2 separate regions of the Zea mays genome follow, and region 1 is linked to region 2. Evidence: chromatin contacts called from public Hi-C data. All regions are on one chromosome and are shown on one strand. Each heading gives the region's core, a stretch centred on a gene start, on an enhancer-like site or on the middle of the called end of the contact. The rest is flanking DNA. Distances are from core to core; before and after follow the strand shown. Region 1 holds the start of LOC100285582 (carbohydrate transporter/ sugar porter/ transporter). Region 2 holds the start of LOC100501835.

Evidence for each region. Hi-C and Micro-C count contacts between places; a contact is called where the count stands out from the background.
Region 1: a Hi-C map of ear shows a contact between it and region 2, with 2.6 times the contacts expected there. The contact joins the promoter of LOC100285582 here to the promoter of LOC100501835 in region 2. A contact is called at or near these places in 2 of 25 Hi-C or Micro-C datasets (ear and tassel).

Annotation. Positions count from the first base shown.
Region 1 is chr7:105,447,150-105,453,944 of Zm-B73-REFERENCE-NAM-5.0, reverse strand. LOC100285582 (carbohydrate transporter/ sugar porter/ transporter) reads right to left here and starts at 3,277. Exons shown (of 3, transcript NM_001413640.1): 1 at 2,585-3,277; 2 at 952-1,698; 3 at 1-809. The coding sequence starts at 2,875. The coding sequence ends at 795. TRNAK-CUU (transfer RNA lysine (anticodon CUU)) reads right to left here and starts at 13; the gene lies at 1-13.
Region 2 is chr7:105,125,613-105,132,687 of Zm-B73-REFERENCE-NAM-5.0, reverse strand. LOC100501835 reads left to right here and starts at 1,880. Exons shown (of 7, transcript NM_001196486.1): 1 at 1,880-2,249; 2 at 2,326-2,448; 3 at 2,571-2,727; 4 at 3,002-3,091; 5 at 6,369-6,458. The coding sequence starts at 3,016.

The DNA of each region.
Region 1 (6,795 bases), core at 2,028-4,527, 320 kb before region 2:
GAGCTAGACGGGCAGTTTATATTTTTGTTTTACTGATTACATAATTTGTATAGTAGCCTCGTCGGTCTGATCAAATACAAATATATATTCACCTCCATATTCCTCCAAAAGTCTTATACTATTATTATATATATATATATATATATATAATGCTGAACATAACCGAATTGTTCTGATGCTTCTGAGTCTATCTAAACAACCCTATGTAATCGTCCTTCGAGAGGTAACTCACTCTCACTCACGTTTTCTGTACAGATCCGAGAGCACTGATACTTTGGCAAAAACGTCACAAATTCTGTGAATGACTCCTGTGCCACTTGACATTGCCGCTCTGCTTAGCCTGCTGATCGATTAATCCCTTCTCGTCATCATAGGCGTCGATTCCTCTGTAATCCATATCGAAGACAGTAGAGCCGTCCTTGTCCTTCCTTCCAGAATAATAATCCGCTTGCCCATGACATCTTTCCAGTTCAATCTGCTGGAGCTCTGGAGTGATCAGAGAGTCCATCCTTGCCCTCTCCCTGTCTCGTGGGTACGTCCGGTACAACAGGGAGTAGATGAAGCAGCACAGCAGCATAGGGATGGCGATCGACGTGTACAGAGCTTTGGCTAGGGCGCCAGCATTTGATTTATCCCTGCCAACATTGTTATCTGCAGCTCCGTAGGGGACGGGATTGTACCCATAGACATGCTCGGCTAGAAACCCAACAACTGGTGGAGCGAATGAAGCTAGAACTGACTCTAAAGAACGGTCCAATGCATAGATGCTTGTCCTTGACCTCTCAGGTACAATCTCAGCAAATATCGGGCTGCACATTAGATAGAATCATTATTGCCAGCACTCAAGAATTTCATAGAGCTACTCTTGCATGTCATAAAATACATTTTATGCCCTGATCAGTGAAGTACTAATGCAGAAACGAATGAAACAAATAAAAGGTGAAAATATACTTGCTTGTTAGTTGCAGGACCATTCCAGGAGATGCTCAGACCCATGATAAACATGACAAGTCCATGCAAGGAACCAGAAGAGTTATCAGGGAGCCCCAAAAGCAACAGAGCAGCCAACGGAATAGCAGAAGCTGAGCTTATCTGCGACAGGACTATTCGGCCGGAATTCGGGAAGCGAGTAGCAAAGTGATCCCCCATCTTTCCACCTAACAGCCCTCCAAGTGAGCTTGCCAATGCAAATGTTACCATCAGGAGCCCAGTTCTGTTGTGCGTAAACCCCATCAACTCCAGCCACATTGGGGCAAAGGCCAGGGCAGACCATGGAAACGAGCCTGTGACACCCTGAGCCACAATGATCTGAAACGATGAGATCTTCACAACAGCCTTGGCTTCTCTCACCAAATCCTTCATCTCTGCCCATGCAGACTTGCGTAACAGCTGCTCGCCACTTTCAACATGGAGGAAATGAGGGTCCACTGCAAATAGGCCAACCAACACACCGACTACAACGCTTATAACAGCAACAATGTGAAATGCAACACGCCAGCCGGCAATACCCATGACTGTGGTGGGTGCAAGCATCAGGGAAAACAAACCACCAATAATTGAACCAATGTTTCCCGTAAGTTGAAGCCATCCAAATGCGGCGCCTCGAGTGTTGTCATCAGAGCAATCTGCCACCAGAGATTGGATCGCCGGGGTGACAAGTGCTAGGCCAATACCATTCAAACATCTAGCTATCGCTACCTGCTAAAAAAAAAGGCATTTTTCATGCACACATCTTCTCATCTTTTACTCTTTTACTCAGATATACAAAAAAGAACTGTTGTTCTGTTGAGGGCTAATAGAAACTTTATTTTAAGTTAAATTTCACCGCGTGCAAATTGATGCGGTAAAATGTCAAGCAAACTAAATTCAAGGTTTTTTCGAACTTCAAAATCAATTTTGGTTGTGAACAATGACATTTCGTGGAGATTCAACCAGATTAGAGTACAACAGGTCGAAAGTTAAAACAGTTTTATATCCAGGAGAAAAATACAGAGAAAGTTGCCACTTCAAAACTTGAAATGAGAAGAAATAAAACACATTTTTTTAAAAAGGAAAACACCAATTTCATGGTTATCAGATAATTATGTACATAAATCAACCATTAACAGCCATGAATATGGCAGTTATACTTTCCTCGTATGTTTCGATAAAGCCACATTGAATGCATTACTTGCAAATTTTAACTGAATTTAAGTAATAATTCTGACTCCTCCGGAAAAATAACAGCAAAAAAAAAACCGTGTTGACTTTTTTCTTCGGTGATCTTGATCTAAACTTGGTTTGCTATAGCATCTCAAAGGTAATGCACAAAGCCGCACCGGGAACTAAAGTGAACCTTCGTTATCTTTTTGGCCAGTAAATCCTGGACAGCGAAAGCACAAAGCACAGAATTATTCGGCGGATGAACCAAAGCAGTGAACCGAAGCATATACCGCTGGAATCCGCACCATAGTTCTATGATCAGATCCAAAGCTGAGCACAATTGGACTGGTGGCCTACCAAATTCGTGGCAAGAGATCCCACGCCAAAAGAGAAAAAAGAAAACACGCCGCCGGATAAAGCAGGGATTTTCTAGGGAACGGACCTGGGCAAAGGTGTCTGAGACGGCGACGAGGAAGGTGGCGGCGGCCCAGAGAACGGCCCCAACGGCGACTACGTGGGCGCGGTTGTAGCGCACGGCGGCGTAGGCGGCCAGCGGGTAGCAGGCGGCCTGCACGGCTGAGCGGTAGAGCGTGAGCGCGCCGAGTGCCACGGGCGTGGCGCCCAGCGCTGCGCCCACCTCCCGGTACACCGCGGGCAGCAGCGCCTCGTCGGCGCGCTCCATGATGGCCGCCAGGTTCACCAGCGCAAGCGTCCGCCTCCCCGCCTCCGCCATGGCCGACGCGGGCGGTTGACTGCCCGCTGGCGAGGAGCGCCCCTGCACCTGCCTCCAGGGTGCAAACTGGAGAGCAAGCAAGGGCGGGTGGCGTCCTTTTTTCGCGAGAGCAGCGAGATTTTCGTGGAAATGTTCGTCGATGGAGATGTTGGGAACAGTGACCGGGGTTCATCTGCTCGCCTAGCTCGCCGACGCGTTCGGATGTTGCAATTGCAATTGCAACGCGTGCGTTCCCCGCCCTCCATTGTTGATCCAAAGGTTAGGAGGAGGCATTCAGGACGAGTCAATTGACCAATGCTATCAGAGATTTGACATTGGCACACCGCATATCCGTCTCGTCTTCGGAAATCGGAGGATTTCGATGGATTTTAGGGACCGGGCCAGCTGTCAAAGACAGAGACAATCATCCATACAGCAGTTCCACACAGATAGAGGCATAGTACAGCTACAACTAGGGGTGAAGTCAGCTCGCCGGACTTGGCCTGCTTCGCTTCCGCTTCCGCGTGTCCCGGAGCACCAGTGACGTGTCTATAGAAACTCAAAATATTCAGTCCGGAGGAACGTGGCTTCCGTTTCCATCGGCGGCCACCAGCCTATCTACTAGCTGCCACTCGTCAGAATACACTGTCCAGTGCCGTTATTGTGTCGACTTCGGCCTTCCGAACACGTTATGGGCCTGGCCCAACTTGCACAAAGTTTGTGCTGACTATCTAAGCCCATGCAAATTAAGAGCATCTTCGACATCTTCTAATTAACTTCCAAAACTATAGTTTAGACATAAAAGATGAAAAAATACTAGTTCAACCGCTCCTAATATGTATGTGCTCCCAATTTTTTTGATGCCCCAAAACTAGAGACTAGCAATATAAATTTAGGGTCGAGCCACCGCTGCCTCTATCTAGTTTTTTTTTCACACTCCCACGTTCTAGAGCGTGCTCGCGTCCGTGTTGCAGATACATGTGTGCGTGCGAGGCCGATGCTTGTGCTGTCGTTTTTGATTGGCTGACTGCTCTTCTAATTGGGTATATTTAAGGAGCTGTTAGAGTTCGGTGTTTTTTTAGGGATTTAGACTTTTAGAAGGATTCTAATATATAAAGAAACTAGGAGCAGAAATATTAGTTGTTGAAGATGATCTAATTAGAGGCGGATCTAAAGGGAGGCAAAGTGGGTCATGACCCCTCAATTTTGCGCATCTTTTTATATCTAATGATTATTTAGTGTTAAGCGTAGAAAAAAAAATCAAAATTTTAGATAGTATAAAGCAGGGGCGGTGCCGGGGGCATTTGTTGGGGTCAGCTGACCCCTATAAAATTTGGAAAATACTATACAAATATATTGTTATCTAGTGAAAGTGACCCCAATAACTTCGTTGTCTGGCTTCGCCCCTGGTATAAAGTCTTGTTCTAAACCTCTAAAACTAATAGTTAGTCACTAAAATTAGCTGAAAGGTTTAGAATGAATCAACTAATTATTGGCTATACTCCTCAAATAAGTATTAGTTATTAGATGCCCCAACCTAGCTAAAACCAGTTAACAATTTTCTTTATAGGTTTAGAACATGGCCTAGAACAACCCTGTAATGAGCCTACTTGTCAGATCTTCTCAGTCCAGTCCTTGCATCTACCAGTCCGATCCTAATCTTTTCGACATCACCTAAACCAGTTTGCTCGCTACCCTGTTTTCGTCGCCGACCCATTCCCGATGCGACACCGCCAACTCTGTCCCTTGTCCTGTTTTCATTGTGACGTTGATCCGCTCGACAAGCTAGATCTCGCTCGTCGCAACGATATAACCTCCGCCCGACAAGCTAGATCTCGCTCGTCGCAACGATATGACATGTCCCCGACGATCGACGGACTTAGCAAACTAGTAAGTCATAGCTATCATGTGATCTTTTTGGTCTGCCATAAATTCTAGTCCTACCTCTGATACCTAATATATCACCATCTGCGGTCACACCAAGCGCCGACTTACGAAGCCTTCCCGAAAAAAGTCCGTTTGATTTAATTTATACTTCTCAATTAGAGAATCGTTTTCTTAGACTCCTCTAACCGTTGAAACGTTCAATTAACCTCTCTGAGCCGTTTTGATAACGTTTTTTTTTTCTTACATGGCCAACACTCCTATGTAGCGCTAATAAGTCAGCCAGAGAAAGATAAATTGAATTTTCGTGATACCTTGCAGAGGTCACTTACACTCTATAAACGAGTATAGAAACACCTTTATTTTAAAACAATAACCACGCATTTTTTTCTAGAATAAATATCAAAATTATTTTAGCTTAGAAAAATATAAAACTAGTTTCATTTTTTTCTAAAATCATGCTCTACCTTTTTTCTTGTGTAGAACTTGTTCAGCCTGCTTTCATCTAAGGCCATCAAAATCAAAACATTGGTTTATCAAATGTTCCAAAGTTTGTTTCAAGTATAACAGAGGGGTTGGTGAAGATTACCTTCGTTTAGGAGTGACGTGCAAGCGAAGACGAAGCAAAAAGGTTCGGCTCTGCAGTATAAATGTGCCAACAAAAACAAAGAATGAAAACTTCAAAGCTTGCTCAACACGACTATGAAGAAACAGACGACAACACCCTCAGTTAATCTTGTAGTTTATTTGTATAGGGTTGAGGACATAAATGCAATTTCGTACGAAATTGTACTCTAGTTCAACATTATAAATAGAGGTAGAGTGCCATGCACGAGACGACGTTTTTCAGGAGGGAGAGAATTGAGTCGCTCTACCTACGAAGCTTGCATTTGCTCCTTTTGCCTTTTACGTTGTTCTCTATAAAGTCGAATGTATGGTTGTAATCATTATTTAATAATAATAAGAATAATAAAAATGTTTTCAAGATGAGTTATCCAGAACATTTTGGTCTTTTAATTTCTTCATCTGTGATTCAACTCTTATCTATATATCTTTAACCTTCTCCCTTTAATTAACCTATTTAAAAAGAGTTAATTGGAGGGTGAGGAAAAGATTAATTCATTCGTGTTGCGTTGTTTCTGATTTTGTTCAGGAGTCAAAAACAAGTGACCAACATTGGTGCCCACCTCCGGTGAATTCACGACCTTGATGGAGACCATGACAAGCTTCGGTACTTTGTCGGCAAGCTTAAGGAAACTTATTCTCCCCATTATGGGAGGATCAAGCTTCAAACCAAGCAACAAGAGATAGGAAGGAAGCTCAAAGAAGGGTGCAATAATGTTGGGGTCCTGGGGCCCTACATCAAATCCAAATGGTCCCACGTCCCAATTATCTTATCTCAAGTGGACCTGCAACTCAAGTATTATCCACATAATGATGCCATGGTCATATCTTGTATCATCAAGGGCTTTGTCGGCGTTTCGAGACCAGGGGTCCCTCAGGCCGACGAGTGAGTGCCGCGTGCCCCAGCCCAGATGGGTCGAGCGCGTGGGCGAGCACAAAGGGGGGAGAGAGCGAGGCGGCCGGAGTCCGGCGTGAGAGAGGTGGGAATCTCGCGGCCTTCGTGTTCGTCCCGCGCCTAGGTCGGGTGCGCTTGCAGTAGGGGGTTACAAGCGTCCACGCGGGAGAGGGAAGCGAGCGGCCCCAAGAGAGCGCCTGTCCCGTCCTCGTCCCCGCGCGGCCAACCTTCTCTAGGAGGGCCCTGGTCCTTCCTTTTATAGGCGTAAGGAGAGGATCCAGGTGTACAATGGGGGTGTAGCAGAGTGCTACGTGTCTAGCGGGGGAGAGCTGACGCCCTAAGTACATGCCAATGTGGCAGCCGGAGAGATCTTGGCACCCTGCTGGTGTGATGTCGTGGCCGTCAGAGGAGCGACGGTGCCTGGCGGAGGGACAACTGTTGGAGCGGTCGAGTCCTTGCTGACGTCCACCTGCTTCCGTAAGAGAGCTGAGAGCCGCCGTCGTCACAGAGCGTGCGAGGCGCCATCATTGCCTATCTG
Region 2 (7,075 bases), core at 631-3,130:
CACGGAAACAATTTTTAGTGGTGCATAGTTGCTTAACTCAAACAAGTGGTTTACATTGATTCTTGTTTTCTAATAGTTGTAGTCTCTGTTGCTGTTTTGCATTTCATATCATGGTATTTTCAGCTGAAGTACCAGCACAGACCAGTTTTCCCAAAAGATGCACTACCAATAGACCTGCAATAGGAGGGCCATTTAAGCTATATGATACAGAAAAAAATGAGGTGACTGAATCTAAGCTTCGGGGAAATTGGGCTCTGATGTACTTTGGCTATACATCATGCCCAGATGTGGGTCCAGCCGAAGTTCAGAAGATGGCTGATGTTGTTAAACTGTTAGGTACATATTTCCTGGAAGATTATGTATTAAATTTTCTCAGCACCCTCTGCATTTATTTTTACACATTTTGTGATTATCAGCTTATGTAGTTACACGCGTATGATTTTCTGTATGTGCTCAATGTATGTCTATGTTTAGTTTAGCATATTTAGTTTGAAGGCTAAAACTCAGTTTATACAGAAATTGGCTTATATCCACTGTTTATTCACTTTCTCTGCAACCTTTCTTAGCTGTTTTCGATTATCTATTATCTTTTGCTGACAAGTGATTCATAATGATGTTTTCAATACTATGCTAGTATGCTTACTTAGTCGTGGCTTCTGTCAGTTATTGTCAAATCTATGACCTATGGATAAGTACCTAGCGGGATGCCAAGCTGAGTTGCTCAACTCAATGGGGCGCCTAGTCCTGGTGAATGTTGTGCTAGATAGTCAACTAATCTACCACATGAGCTCACTCCTTGCCCCCGGGACAATCAAGCAAGTTGATCGGCGAAGGAGAGGCTTCCTATGGTCAGGTACTGGGCAAGCTACAGGTGCAAAATGCTTGGTCGCTTGGGAGGAGGTTCAGCAGAGCAAGATTGCTGGTGGTCTTGGGGTCAAGAAACTGGCGCTCCAAAACATTTGCTTACTACTGAAACTGCTTCACCGATTGCACACGGCTTCTAGCTCCTCCTGGGCGGTCTGGGTTCGAAGCCAGGTTTGTCTTGCCACACAGGGAGCGTTGGTGGGTGATCATTGGGAAGTGATGCGCTCGCTGCTACCGACATACAGAGCTATCACAACCTCGCAGGTAAAAGATAAGAGAGGGACCTCCTTCTGGCATGACGCATGGTGCGGGGATGATGAACTTGCCATACGGTTTCCTGCACTTCTAAGCCACATGAAAGACCAAGAGGTCAGCGTGCGCGATGTAGTCGACAAAGGGCTTCCTTCCATGCTTGTGCCCCGGCTCACTACACAAGCTGCCCAAGATCTGCTAGAGGTGGAAGCGCTTATAGAACCTCTAACTAGATATCCGGAAGTGTTTTGCAGCTACAATTGAGGACAAGCTATAGGCAAGTGCCATCTATCATATCTTGTGTGGGGATGAGAGCAATATGGATGATGCAGCGAAGTTTATCTGGAGGAATGGCGCACCCCCAAGAGTGCAATTCTTTGGATGGTTGGCGCGCCGTGGACGAATCAATTGCAGAATTAATCTGGCTGTCAAGGGGATCGTGCCCGACGCCGGGTGTGATGTCTGCCATGGAGAAGATGAGACAACACCTCATGTCCTGTTCCGCTGCGATTTTGCCAAGCAGTTGTGCTCGCTACTGCAGGTAATGACACCAGCCCATGAGCACCACGCGCTGCTGCATTTGGCATTTGGTTTCTCACGGCCCCCTAGCCTGCCTGCACTGCATTTCAATACCTTCGTGCTGCTGGGCAGGGGCGGAGGGCCCATTATGGCCTATTATGGCCCAAGCCATACCAAAAAATAAAAACAGGTCCGCCGAGCGCCGGTCCAGCTTCCATATCCCGCATTCGCGCTGGCAGCCTGGCGCTAACCCTAACCCTCACCGCCTGGCCCTCACGAACACAGCCGCCGCCCGCTGTGCCCAGCCTTCCGCCGTCCGCCGAGCCATCGAGGGGAGACCGAGCCTTCCGCCGCTGCCCGCTGTGCCCAGCCTTCCGCCCTTCCAGCCACGCGCTGACGCCGTCCGCGGTCCGCCGCTGTGCCCACTGCCCACTGCCCAGCGGCCCCAGCTGTACGGCCTTCTGTGCCGAGCCGGCGAGTCGCCGTTCGCTGCTCGGCTGCTGTGCCCAGGCGGCCAGGCGCCCAGCCCTCCAGCCACGCGCCCAGGCGGGCCATGCCACGCCTGTGCCTTCCGCGGTCCTCCTCTGTGTGCCTGTGCCTTCCGAGCTGTAACAGTAAGCAAAGCAAACAACTGCTTGTCTGTTGAATAATTTGATTGTTTGAATGTTGATGTTTGTCACAAACTTGCAGAGTTGATATATTTGGAGGATTGTTCAAAGGGCTTGATCTTCAAAATATTAAGAAGGCATTTCAAAAGAAGGATAGGCAAATACAATTGCCTAGGTCTCCAAGACATATATAGCAAAATCAGAGGTATGACAGTTACATGTTTTGTAGCGATTTATTCTTATTTTAGACAATGTTCTATTTTTTTATATATATCGCGAGTTGTTCTACAAGTTAATTGGTTATATGCTAAATATTATACGGTCCAGTTGTGTAGAGCCATACCTAAATTTTTATCCGTCCTCCGCCACTGCTGCTGGGCTTTGTGGAAGCGGAGAAATAGGCTAATCTTCTATGGCGGCATCGCATGAAAATTGAAGAGCGTTGGGTAGTTGATGTCTGGTGTGCAAAACTAATAGTGGCAATGTAAGGCCTCGTGTGCTCTTGTTTTTTTTTTTTTACTAAAACACTTGTAAACATTATGATGTGGGCCACTAAAGGCAATGAAAAATTCAGGTGAGGGTTCCTCTCCCCCGTTGACAGTAAAAAAAAACATCTGTGACCTACTCTGTGTCAGCTACTTTGGAAAAATTACAGTAGTCTATAATTGGCTTGCGATGAATAAATTTTCTGGATTCATCTGTGCGCTATCAATTTATGACCTTCATAATTGTTTGTGGTGCTTGATTTTTTTTACTAGAGTCAAAGTATGGCATGAAGATTACACCACTTTTTATCACAATTGATCCTCAACGTGATTCACCTTCTCAGCTTAAGGCATACTTTAGTGGTAAGATATTCTGCTACTGTGGTCAGAAACATTAAAATTGTAGGGTACGCTGCAAGTGACGATTCACCTCATTTTAACGGCAGAGTTTGAGTCAAGAATAGTAGGACTAACAGGCCCCATCAGCGCAGTAAGACAGATTGCTCAGGTTAAGGCTTCCGAGTAACACATCCAGGTCCGAGTTCGATCTCCTTCGGAGGCGAATTTCGGACTTCGTTAAAAAATTCTCTCACTGGGACCCGTCCGTTTCCGAGTTACGTCTTGTGTGCCACCCTCCGGCTAGAGACCGTTGCAGAGTGGGCGATGACAGCCCGCTAGTGATAGGGGCCAAGATTGGGGAATTTTCTCGTCCAGGACCATGTTTCGACCTCTTCTTAATATAATACCGGGACAGCGGTCTTTCCCTCTCCCGCCGACTTTTTCTTCTTCTTTAAGGGCTAGTTTGAGAGTAGCCCCTCCAATCTCCTCCGGTTTTGTGGCTTCCAAACTAGTCCTAAAAGAGTAGAGAAAGTTGGTCATGACTATCTTGTAGAAAGCTCTCACAACATGTAAGTGCATGTTGTGCACATTGCCATGTTGATGAATGTTTCCAGACATGGACCACCTGAAGTTACAGGTACTTGTTAGATCCATATTTGGAGACAGTAAGGTGCTTTGGAACTGAGTATGAGAGGCATCAGACCTTGCTGAGGCGATAACAATAGAGGCCCAGAAAGCATCTGCTTCATCAACAAACTAGTTTAGCGGGGTATTTCCACTTGGTGTACTTTCTAATTTTTTGTTAATTTAACTTTGTGATACGTATCAAAACTAGCCTGTTTATACTTCATCAACAAACTAGTTTTTTACATCTGTTTTTACCTGAAAGTAAAACATTAGTTGCATTGTTTATACTTGGCCGTAGTTTCCAGCCCATTATTTTCTTATTAGAAACCTTTGAAGTGAAAGTGTTATTTCCTATGATAGTGAGTTATTGATACGAAAGCCACATGGTTGTATCGTTCTAGTAACAAATTCTCTGTGTTATCTGCCTACCATCACTACCGGAATCGCAGGCTTTGCCGAGTGCCGGCGGCTTTGCCGAGTACTTTTTATCGGGCACTCGGCAAAGAAGGCTTTGCCGAGTGCCGCGCTCGGTAAATGTAGGCTCTCGGCAAAGATCCCCTTTACCGAGTGCTTAACACTCGGCACAGGACGCACTCGGCAACGACACGTTTGTCGAGGGTCAAACACTCCGCAAAGGTGACTCTCGGCAAAGCGCCGTTAGCGGCCGTCCCACAGCTGACGGCCGTCAGTCTTTGCCGAGAGCCAACTGCTGGCACTCGGCAAAGAGGATTCTTTGCCGAGTGCCACTAAGTAGGCACTCGGCAAAGCGTACTTTGCCGAGTGTCAGCTCTAGACACTCGGCAAAGTATATTTTTATTTTTTTATTTTGTCTCTCAAAATTATTGTGGTATGTTCCTACACTATGTAGACCTATATGTACCATTTGTGGACAATTTTAATAGAGTTTTCAATCGTTAGTAGATTTAGTTCGTTTATTTGAATTTCTTCGGAAAATTTAGATTTGAACTGCAGGTCACTCGAAACTTGGAAAACCGTACATGCAAAAATGATATTCATATTACTTAGCATAAGTTACGACCGATTCCAGGAGCAGACCGGAAACTTCGAGCAACATGCTCACTAAACATGGCCGTGAACTTGCCATCCACATGTTTAAAAATTGTATAAAACACAAACAAAGTCAAAAAATCCTGAAACTTGTCCACGTGTCATGATATCATATGTACAGGCTGCGATAAAAATTTTAGAATGTTTGGAGAAAGTTGCGGGACACTATGTGTAGAAACCTAAGAGAACTACATTGAAACTCTATGATTTCATGTGTAGTTCTCTGAGGTTTCTACACATAGTGTCCCACAAGTTTCTCCAAACATTCTAAAATTTTTATCGCAGCCTGTACATATGATATCATGACGCGTGGACAAGTTTCAGGATTTTCTGACTTTGTTTGTGTTTTATACAATTTTTAAACATGTGGATGGCAAGTTCACGACCATGTTTAGTGAGCATGTTGCTCGAAGTTTCCGGTCCGCTCCTGGAATCGGTCGTAACTTATGCTAAGTAACATGAATATCATTTTTGCATGCACGGTTTTCCAAGTTTCGAGTGACCTGCAGTTCAAATCTAAATTTTCCGAAGAAATTCAAATAAACGAACTAAATCTACTAGTTATAAAAACACTTTTATAATTGTACCAAAATGGTACTTGTAGGTCTACATAGTGTAGGAACACACCACAAAAAGTTTGGTTGCCAAAAATAAAAAAAATAAAATATACTTTGCCGAGTGCTGTGCTGTTAGCACTCGGCAAAGACAGTTTTGCCGAGTGCCTGTCGGTTGGCACTCGGCAAAGTCTGTAGAACACATCTTTGCCGAGTGCTCTACAGCTAGCACTCGGCAAAGGCGTCTTTGCCGAGTGCCCGCGATCCGACACTCGGCAAAGTTTATTTTTAAATTTTAAAAAATCTTTGCCGAGTGCCGGATCGCGGGCACTCGGCAAAGAATGTAACTTAACCGCCCGACGGGCTCTCTTCTCTCTTTCTCTCCTTTCACCTCCTCTCTTCAACCCGCCCGGCGCCGCCGCTCCCACCGCCGCCCGACACCGCCGCCCGCCCCACGCCCGCCCGCCCCTCGCCGCCCGCCCCTCGTCGCCGCCCCTCGCCCGCCCCTCGCCGCCCGCGAACGCCGCCCGCTCCCACCGCCCGCCCCACACTCTCGGCTCGACGCCGGCGCCGCCCGTCAAGCCGCCCGGCCTCCCCACGCGCCGTTACGGTCGTCGCGCCGCCGTGCCCCGCCACCGTCGGCCTCCCCACCGCCGTGCCCCGCCACCATCGTCGCGCCGCCGCCATCGCCGACCCGTACATTAGTGAGTATAATAAGTTTAAATAGTTTAGTATGTATTTATTGAGTTTATAGTATATGTGTTTAGTGGATTTAGTGATTTTCGTGAGTTTAATTAGTTTAGTATGTGTGTTTAGAGAGTTTATACTATTTGTGTTAATTTGGCATAATGTGATGATGGATATGGATGCCGTTGAAATATGTGTGATGGTGGATATGGATGCCACTTAGATGTGACTTGCATTCATCGTGTCGTTTGTATATGTGTGTGTCAGCCATCGTGCTGTTAGATCTATTTGCAGGTTTTGGAAATCTCCCCATACAGGGGAAGTGCTGCCGATTTTTTTTTGACATGCTTGTTTATTTTTTACAGAGAAGATACTTGTCTTCCTAGCCACTGCGGGTCTGCCTGCACCGCGTCGCGTCGCCACTGCACCAACCCGCCACAGCACCGTCACCTTAGGTATAACCTCAATTTCCGCATCATGGTCGTAGATCACGTAACTCAGTTAGGCGTCTCCCGTTCGAAAGAGATACGGTGTAGATATGCAGATCTTTGCATATCTACAAATGTATCAGTTTTGAATTGTCCACGTTTTTTGGACAGCCCGCGGTTGCCTAGATGGTGTTAGTTTCCATGCTCTACTCTGGTCCGAGACAGAGTTTCGGCGTCACCTCCCTGTTGTTCTCCGGACAGTACACTCTCCCTGTCAGGACGTGTATCCGGAGAACAGCGGGGAGGTGCTGCCGAAATTCTATCTCGGATCGGAGTAGAGCATGGAAACTAACACCATCTACGCAACCGCGGGTGGGATTAGGACCTATCCTCACCTATTACAAGGTAGGAACGTAGTGTACATGCATTACATGTCTATATTAAACTATACTTGGTTATATATGTTAGAGGATGGAGGACCGTGAGTGGATGTACACGGGCCGCGTAAGACGTAATGATGTCACCCCAGAATGGATTAGGAAGACCGATGCTTTCGTGGAACGGGCATATGGCGAAGCTGCTAAAGGAGCTAGTCTAGTCCCTTGTCCGTGCAGCAAATGTGACAACCGGAAAAGAAAACCAAA